3 separate regions of the Mus musculus genome follow, and regions 2 and 3 are each linked to region 1. The links are chromatin contacts, called in public promoter capture Hi-C maps. All regions are on one chromosome and are shown on one strand. The core of a region is the stretch at or near the end of the contact, and the rest is flanking DNA. Distances in the headings are between cores, read along the strand shown.

Region 1 (2,700 bases), core at 82-2,581:
CTAAATAAATAGAAAGTAGCACTGGGTCCTCACCTGACTCTAGACAAGGGTGCTTAATCCTGTGTGTCACTGTGAATGTATGTGTGGCATATAGACGTTTAAAAAGCAAAATGTAAATATTTTATACCTTAAAGTATGTAAAAGTAGGGTGATTATGGATACATTTAAAAAAAAAATAGGTGTTTTAACAACCAGGACACATGAGGATACATTTAGGATACCATGAAAATACCTGGAATCTATCAGTGATAAAGTCACAGACCTGGCTATCAACTCATGTCTCTTATAGCCTGCCTTTAAGAGGAGAATATTAGTGTTTCTCAGACGTTAGTAGGAAATAAAATGTTATTCTCAGTTCTGTTCAATGACCCTTGAATTCTATCCATTCTATAAACGTGAAGAGTCTCTATCTAGATGCTCCCAAGCCAGAGATGAAGTGAAAACAGATACACTTGAAGGCCTTCCCTTCTGCCCACTCCTCCAAAACCACCTACGTTAGGAAAGTCCAGATCTAGCTTGAATTTCACGTCCAGCCATTGGCTTCTATCATAGTCAGGAGCTGTAAGAGAGAAGTGGGACCCAAGCCCGTTACCGACCTAGCTGAGACTTAGACCTGTTATCTCAAGTTCCCAATCCCCAAAAACTAACCCTTGAGTTTCTGCAAAGATGGGCCTGAACAGCAAGAGATAACTCTATGGGCCTCTCTTGGCAAAGTTCCCAGCTTACAGGAGCAGGGGGTCCCACACCATCTTGGTGTGGTACAACCCTCTGGGTAAAAAACAACTGTAGCGCACCCACAGACATTCATTACCTTCCCCACAGATGTACCGTTTCTCCTCATAGCTGGTATCAGTAAACTCCAGAAGCATGCGGATAGCATGAGCCAGCTAAAAGCAGGGGATGGAGAAAGACCCCGGTCAGCGCGCCTGCGCAGTGCCCACTTGCTCGCAGGCCCCCTCCGTCAATGTCCCCAACCCAACGCTGCCAAGCTCCTGCGTCCTGTCCAGGGAAATTGTCCTTAGGCAGCCCCTTCGCTCACGCCCGGGAACTTCCAGTACCTTATTCCTCTACCCACAGTCCTGGGGACCCCATAGGTAGGCTGGAGATCGGCCCACCGGCCCCTGACCCCCGCCCGGCCGCCTGCACCTCTCTGTCCCAGAGGCTGGGCTGGCGAGGGACCACTCACCCCGCGGATATCCCAGTAACCCAGAACCATAGACTTGGATGACATTTTGGGCGATCTTAGCCCCTTCGGGGATACAGCGATGGACTGTGGGCGGCTAACTTTATACTGGACGCTGTGGGCCGGGCTGACGCGACCGAACTGTCTCCTCCTCTCTCGCTCTATGCTCCACCCGCCCTCCGCGTGGTCAGTGGGCGGTGCGCAGGCGCAGCTGCTGCGGCTCCTGAAATCCTCCGGTGTGAACTTCTCCCAGGGCTGTTGATGCTTCATCTACTCTTCTGGCAGTGGGGGCCTGGACCTTAGTTACCCGGGAAGCGTGAGTCATGTTGCACAGTTGAGCTGGCACATAAAACTACGAGGTAGGAAACGATTCAGGTATAAGGTACTTTGGGGATAGAAACATTTTCTATGTAAGATACAAATGGCTCTGTGAAGACTGAGGGAGGCTGGGGACACTAAACAGGTCCACTGTGAAAAAGGATAGGTCATGCACATTGGAAATGCCTCAAAGGACACTCCAGGAAAGAGGAGGGTAGAGCAAACACCGAAAGGTGACAAATAGCTATGCAAGATAAACAGCAGGTGCTGTCGAGTTAGGCTGGTTTATGGGAGGAGTCAAAACATTAAGCATTTGGGGCAGGTTGCAAAGGGTATGGACAGCCAGACAGACAGAGGGTGTGAGTGTTTTCTCTCTGCTCTGTGGGGAGTGTATAGGATCTAGATCATAATGTTCACTAGCAGTATAATGCAAGACAGACATATGATTGTTTTTAAATGGTTTGCTTCTAGTTTTTTTTTTTTTAAGGAGGCAATGAATCCATAGTATACTTACGTAGCCCAATATATACTGTTTCAGAATGTAGTATGAAAATTATTGAGATGTCTTCTATTTTTTTGTTTTAGTACCTTACATTTAAAACACAACTCCACTAAGGGTAACCTCATCTTTTAAAAAAGATTTATTTATTCATTTTATATATGTGAGTATACTGTCGCTCTCTCTCTTCAGTCACACCAGAAGAGGGCATTGGATCCCACTATAGACTGTTGTGAGCCACCTTGTGGTTGCTGGGAATTGAACTCAGGACCTCTGGAAGAGCAGTTGGTGCTCTTAACTGCTGAGTCATCTCTCCAGCCCCAGGTAACCTCATTCTGATGCTCAGGATCCACAAGTTAGTCGGAAAATGATAAGCATATTGTGGAGTAAAACAGCACAAAAGGGGAAAGGCCCCTTGCGGGTGGGACCATCCCTGGGCTGGGTGTCTTGGGTTCTATAAGAGGGCAGGCTGAGCAAGCCAGGGGAAGCAAGCCAGTAAGGAACAGCCCTTCATGGCCTCTTCATCAGCTCCTGCTTCCTGACCTGCTTGAGTTCCAGTCCTGACTTCTTTCAGTGATGAACAGCAATGTGGAAATGTAAGCTGAATAAACCCTTTCCTCCCCAACTGCTTCTTGGTCATGATGTTTGTGCAGGAATAGAAATCCTGACTAAGACACCAGGCCTCCCGGAGCCCCAAGTC
Region 2 (2,700 bases), core at 39-2,538, 220 kb after region 1:
ATAGATGTGTAAGCTGAGAACCAGTGGTCTATAGAAATGGCATCCTTATCACTGTTACTCCATTCTTATAGAGTCTGGGTACAGTCCAGAGGAGCCAAGTAACTGTAATGGAGCATCACCACAAGTGGTACAGGATTAGGCTCCATACTTCTCTGTCACACACACTGCTGGCAAAGTATCCTAGGGTGAGTGAGTGAAAGAGCTGCAGTGCTAAGCATACAGTTTCATTCACACCAGCTCTTAGAGCCTGGAGGAACAGAACTGATGACGTAAAAGGGACCTGCAATTAAAAGTGTTCGCTTCACTTAAATAACAGTCCCCTGGGGACTGTACTCAGTGGAGTTTGGGCCATTGAGGTTTTTCTTTCCCTGTTTCTTTGCTGTCTCTAGCTGCATCCTATACAGATAGCTCTGATGATGAGGTTTCCCCTCGAGAGAAGCAGCAAACCAACTCGAAGGGCAGCAGCAATTTCTGTGTGAAGAACATCAAGCAGGCAGAGTTTGGACGCCGGGAGATTGAGATTGCAGAGCAAGGTAAAGGAGGAAATGAGCAGAGGGCCAGAAGCACCTTTGCACTGCTTATCAGGACCTGGACAATTTAAGTGTCCTGGAAAAGAGTTTCTCACACTTTGGATAAACACTTCTCTCTATATGGAAACTGAGCCTTAGGATTCTTGGGTGTGTTTTGTTTTGTTTTCTTTTTTTTCTGTTCCCAGTGTATGGTAATTACAGAGTGGTTTCTGTTCTCCTCATCATGACACCATACTCACAGGTCTACAGTGCATAGTCAGCAAGTGTTGGATCATAACATAGTGGTTATTTGTGTGGGATATTTTTCTAGCTGCCAATACAGAGACCCGGATTTCCCAGAAGCAGGTGATATGATAGGTTTCTCACCTAAGGTTGTGGTAGCCTGGGGTCTCATTAAGTCCTAGACTCCCTCAGCTGGAACGGAATACAGGTGACTGACAGTCAACTGCATCTTAATTTCTCTCTTCCTCTACACTTCTCCAAGGGTCTCTGCTCTTCTGTGTTTTGGTTTTTTTCATGTTGAAGTTGTGTTTCTTACTCCGATCTTGACAAGCTCAGGTAAGATAATAGAGAAAAATAGAAATGTCTTCCACTGAGTTCACAGTCATCCCTCCTGGACTGATGAAGACATATGGAAGTCTGTTTATTTTGGCCAGTTTGGAAAGTTTAATTCTTTCTCTGCTCAGGCCTTTGTATGTATAAAGCAGAAGCAAGACCCGCCAATTGTACTTACATCATAACCTCCAGTTACTCCATTGGTGAAACATCTAGTCATGAGGGAAATATGTTTGATATTTTCTACCCCATTTCGCCATGGGTCAGCAGACCTAACACTGCTCGTGGCTGGACAGGAGCGAATGGTGTTGGTAGTGTGGACCTGGCTCAGATCCTCTGTTCTTCCACAGACATGTCTGCTCTGATTTCACTCAGGAAACGTGCTCAGGGAGAGAAGCCTTTGGCTGGTGCTAAAATAGTGGGCTGTACGCACATCACGGCCCAGACAGCGGTGAGTTTGTTGGAAGAAAATAGAGGGACTCTGATATACGGGGAAGAAAACTCTTCTTTATTAGAAATAAACATGCCACCCCAGGCAGTGGTGGCAAAGAAGCAGACGAATCTCTGTGAGTCGGAGGGCAGCCTGATCTACAGAGTGAGTTTGAGTCCAGCCAGGACTACACAGAGAAACTGTCTTAAAAACCGTAGACAGGCAGACAGATGAATGAGCATGCCTTTCCTCCTACCTAGCCGACTCAGGGGGATGTAAAATGATTGTAATAAAAATGTTTAAAGACTTTTAGGAACATGTCTTTCAGGCCTAGATAAGTAACTGTGCCACACAGCTGACTTGTACCTTTGTGTACTTCTCTAGTGCCGGGTCAGCTCTGTGATGTTACAGAGACTGTCCTCTTGCTGACATTTGTCCCCTGCTCCTGTGTAGCCCCACTTTCCTCACTCATCTTTCCGTACATCCATAGGTATTAATTGAGACCCTTTGTGCCCTGGGAGCTCAGTGCCGCTGGTCTGCCTGCAACATCTATTCAACTCAGAATGAAGTAGCTGCAGCACTGGCTGAGGCTGGTGAGTTCCATTTTTTTTTTCTACCAACTTTGCCTCAAGTAATTAAATACAACACAGCAGAATTGTCATTATACCTTGTATATCTGGGGTCTATAAATTTGGGCAGTCTTAAAACAACAGAGCCTGGATATAAAGCTTAATGGTGGAGTAGTTCCCTGGCATGTAGTGCAACAGTGAATTCGATCCCCATTATCATGACAGGGGTGAAGAGAACAGGAAGAAATGTATACTAAAACCGAGGTATACTTTAAAACAAAAACCACAAACACCTAAGGAAATACTCAATTCTAATGTTAAATGAATGAAGGCAGAATAGTAAATGTGAGCTCAGCTGGTCTCTTCTCCCCAAAAGTCTTAATCAATTTTGAGAGAACACTGTAGGTAGTGTCTTTTATATTGATAGTTAATGGATTATTTGCAATTTGGAGTATACTAAAATATATGTGCTATAAGTTTTAATTAAAAATAAAATAATTTTTATTGTCAAAATGTTCAAAAGCACCGGGCGGTGGTGGCGCACGCCTTTAATCCCAGCACTTGGGAGGCAGAGGCAGGTGGATTTCTGAGTTCAAGGCCAGCCTGGTCTACAAAG
Region 3 (2,700 bases), core at 179-2,678, 250 kb before region 1:
CCAACATCTTGGTATCGAGGTGACTGCCATCCAAAAACCTTAGATGCTCTGTTGTCAGGGGTCTCCCAGCTATACCTTCTAGAGAGGTCTGGTAGAAAGAGGGCGTGAAGTTGAAACTAGACAGATGTACTTACTGTGTGGACGTGGGAAAGCGACTGAATTCCTCTGAGCCCATTTTCTCATTGGCGACAATGGGGATTAATATTACCTACCTCACAGGGTTGTTGTGAGGATTAAGAGATGAGACATGGAAGTGCCTACCTGGCAAAAAGGTACTCAATAATGTTGTGTTTCCCCCTTTCCTCTTGACCCTTTCCCCCCTAGAAGTGATCAGAAAGGAAAAGCAGTTTCTTTTGGAAATGAGTGGGAGACTTTCCAGACTTGGAATTGACAAGCATTATGGGTGACGTGGACGAGGTTAATCTAATTAGATGGTTCTAATTAATTAATTTTCACTATAGACCTTTCTCTTGGGAATTTGTAGCTTAAGTTACCTCCTACTAGAGAAATGTTTTAAATTCCAGGGAAATGTTTCAATGGCTGTAAAAAAATGCCCCTTCTTAAAACGGGTGTTGAGTCATTGTGGGTCTATTTAGTAGGGACTTTAGGATATTCTTCACAGAGCCAATATTCAGGAGATAGTAGAAAGACAACTTTTACCAAACTTCCCCCTTTCTGTGGCTATCACAGAGGAACTCTTGTTAGATTAGAGATTAGCTCGTTTATTTCTGGGTATGGAACTAAGTCCTCAGGTTTACCTGGAAGAAAGGGAAGCGTGGAAATATTATAAATGAATTACACCTAGTTTCATATTCTAATACTTACTACCTATTTTTCACTCTCTATTACTTGATGCGGTCGAGTGATCCTTTGCCAACATAGGAGTGCCAGGCATATGTACAGCTCACAGAAATCCATACGTTGTAGCAGAAGGACTAATATATACTTGGCATAATGGGTGTAGCCAGAGGAATGGGTGAACATCCAGGCTGGGCAGCTCAAGGATCAGACGGAGGGAACTTTGGCTGAAGTGCCCAACACGCGGCTCTGGACAGAGACCTGGGCTCCAAATCACAGATGAAAAGGAAAAAAGGTTTTTTTGTTTGTTTGTTTTCTGGAGAGGGAGGCTTTTCCCAACAGCAATTCCCAGAGGACTGTGAGCTCTCATTTGAGAATCTGATCCTCACCGCCAAACCTCCAGAGCACACCACGTGCTGGAAGTCCCGCTTTTTCTACACTTGGAATCCAAGTCCAGGAGCCGGAGAAGTAAAAGGGTATTAAGGCTGGGAGGTGCGGAGCGAAGGCTCGCCATCACTCCACGGGGACAGTCAGGTACCAGGGAACTTCCGCTCTCCGTACCACCTCCGCCTCCCACTGGCACAGCGCTCTAAGTAGTAACGGCCGCTGGGCGTCGCCGGAAGTGTCGTAAACAGCACACATCCGGTTCTTCCGGGAGCTAGGGGAGCTGACGGAGAAGGCCACCGCCCAGCAGAAGACCCGTCTCCGCCGGTGTGTGGCGATTCCCGCGGTGTGTGTGAGTGAGCCCGGGCCCGGTCCCCTCTCCCGCCGCCGCCATGGGCTGCACGTTGAGCGCCGAGGACAAGGCGGCGGTGGAGCGGAGCAAGATGATCGACCGCAACTTGCGGGAGGACGGGGAGAAAGCGGCCAAAGAAGTGAAGCTGCTGCTGCTCGGTGAGGGGCTGGGGGCGGAGCTGGAGCGCTGGAGCCGGAGAGCCCGGCCCCGGGAGCAGCCGGAGCTGATCGGGGTCTGGCCAAGGCCGGCAGAGAGGACCCCAAAGGGACAAGGAGGGGATGCCCAGCAATGGGGCGGGTACTGGGCTTGGCGACTGAGGCCCCGGAAGGCGTGGGGATTTCAGGTTGGAGAGGGTGTAACCCGGCTGGGATGGTACTTAGTAGAGTTGGGGAGTTTGGAGCCCCGAGACTGTGCTGGGAATCCGGGCACGGCTCTTAAAGGGAGGGACCGAAATTAGGGAGGGTTCACACTGGGCTGGAACGTGTTGAGGAGGATAGTGTATGGTGTCTGGTGGGGCCTGTCTAGGGTTTGTGTGAGTTTGATACTTGATGTCAGGATAAAGCTGGAAGGATTGAATGATTAAATAGCGAAGCTAGTACAGAGAGGGTCACATAAAGAACTTGCTCGCAAGTCTTTTTGTGCTGTTAGTGAGGTGGGTTGTCCAGGAACACCCAGGAGGCGGTTGAAATAAATGACAGGTTCTTAGGTATAAAAGAAAAGACCTTGGGTGCAGAGGCCACTAATACTTTTTTCAACTTTTTTTTAAAATCTCTCTCTCTCTCTTTTTTTTTTTTAAATTCTCTTGAGCTTCCGTGATTCCTTTTTTAAATTAAAGGGCTAGGGATGGTGTGAGCTGAGGAAATTGAAAGAATGCCATTTTTGAGGTTTGGGGTAGAGGACAGTGGGACCATGTGTGTCGGGAATAGTAGAGGATAACATATGGACTGGGGCAGATTTATTGTAGAGATTGTGATCTATTTGGGAGGGGTTGATTTTTTTTTTTAATTGGGTTTTTCAAAATAAAAGTATGTATTGGCTTTCAGACTACAAACACCGTGTTGTCTTATACTCAAGTGGGCTTTTTTATCTCTAGTCAGACATGTTTCAGTCAGGATAATTTCGTTTTAAACTTTGATAGGCCCAGTAAATCATATAAACTTCTCTCG

What was found. Promoter capture Hi-C pulls out the DNA fragments that hold promoters and counts their contacts.
Region 2: a promoter capture Hi-C map of macrophages shows a contact between it and region 1, with 5 read pairs. The contact joins the enhancer-like site here to the promoter of Gstm5 in region 1. A contact is called at or near these places in 16 of 39 promoter capture datasets (the C10 cell line, cranial neural crest, embryonic stem cells and 9 more), 1 of 15 datasets of contacts at CTCF or cohesin (the NIH/3T3 cell line), 6 of 115 datasets of contacts at active chromatin or transcription factors (bone marrow-derived macrophages, craniofacial prominence, embryonic forebrain and 3 more) and 3 of 9 other capture datasets (adipose tissue, liver and pancreatic islet).
Region 3: a contact with region 1 is called in a promoter capture Hi-C map of embryonic stem cells, with 12 read pairs. The contact joins the promoter of Gnai3 here to the promoter of Gstm5 in region 1. A contact is called at or near these places in 23 of 39 promoter capture datasets (3T3-L1-derived adipocytes, the C10 cell line, the HPC-7 cell line and 15 more), 1 of 15 datasets of contacts at CTCF or cohesin (the NIH/3T3 cell line), 8 of 484 Hi-C or Micro-C datasets (Sertoli cells, bone marrow-derived macrophages, erythroblasts and 5 more), 21 of 115 datasets of contacts at active chromatin or transcription factors (the NIH/3T3 cell line, the SCID.adh cell line, bone marrow-derived macrophages and 12 more) and 4 of 9 other capture datasets (adipose tissue, embryonic stem cells, liver and 1 more).

What each region holds. Positions count from the first base shown.
Region 1 is chr3:107,894,485-107,897,184 of GRCm38.p6, reverse strand. It overlaps Gstm5 (glutathione S-transferase, mu 5), which reads right to left and starts at 1,331. Exons shown (of 8, transcript NM_010360.2): 1 at 1,187-1,331; 2 at 812-887; 3 at 495-559. The coding sequence starts at 1,231. It overlaps 4933431E20Rik (RIKEN cDNA 4933431E20 gene), which reads left to right and starts at 972. Exons shown (of 3, transcript NR_015459.1): 1 at 972-1,542.
Region 2 is chr3:107,672,844-107,675,543 of GRCm38.p6, reverse strand. Ahcyl1 (S-adenosylhomocysteine hydrolase-like 1) reads left to right here. Exons shown (of 17, transcript NM_145542.4): 3 at 390-533; 4 at 1,436-1,536; 5 at 2,006-2,108. Among named protein-coding and RNA genes, the nearest start is that of Gm52629, 10 kb to the left of the region's middle. Within about 2 kb of position 1,288, at least 6 of the 459 cell types and tissues checked have an H3K27ac peak or open chromatin away from gene starts, as enhancers often do. A contact at or near this core is called in macrophages, where this site is marked.
Region 3 is chr3:108,144,880-108,147,579 of GRCm38.p6, reverse strand. It overlaps Gnai3 (guanine nucleotide binding protein (G protein), alpha inhibiting 3), which reads left to right and starts at 1,428. Exons shown (of 9, transcript NM_010306.3): 1 at 1,428-1,692. The coding sequence starts at 1,575.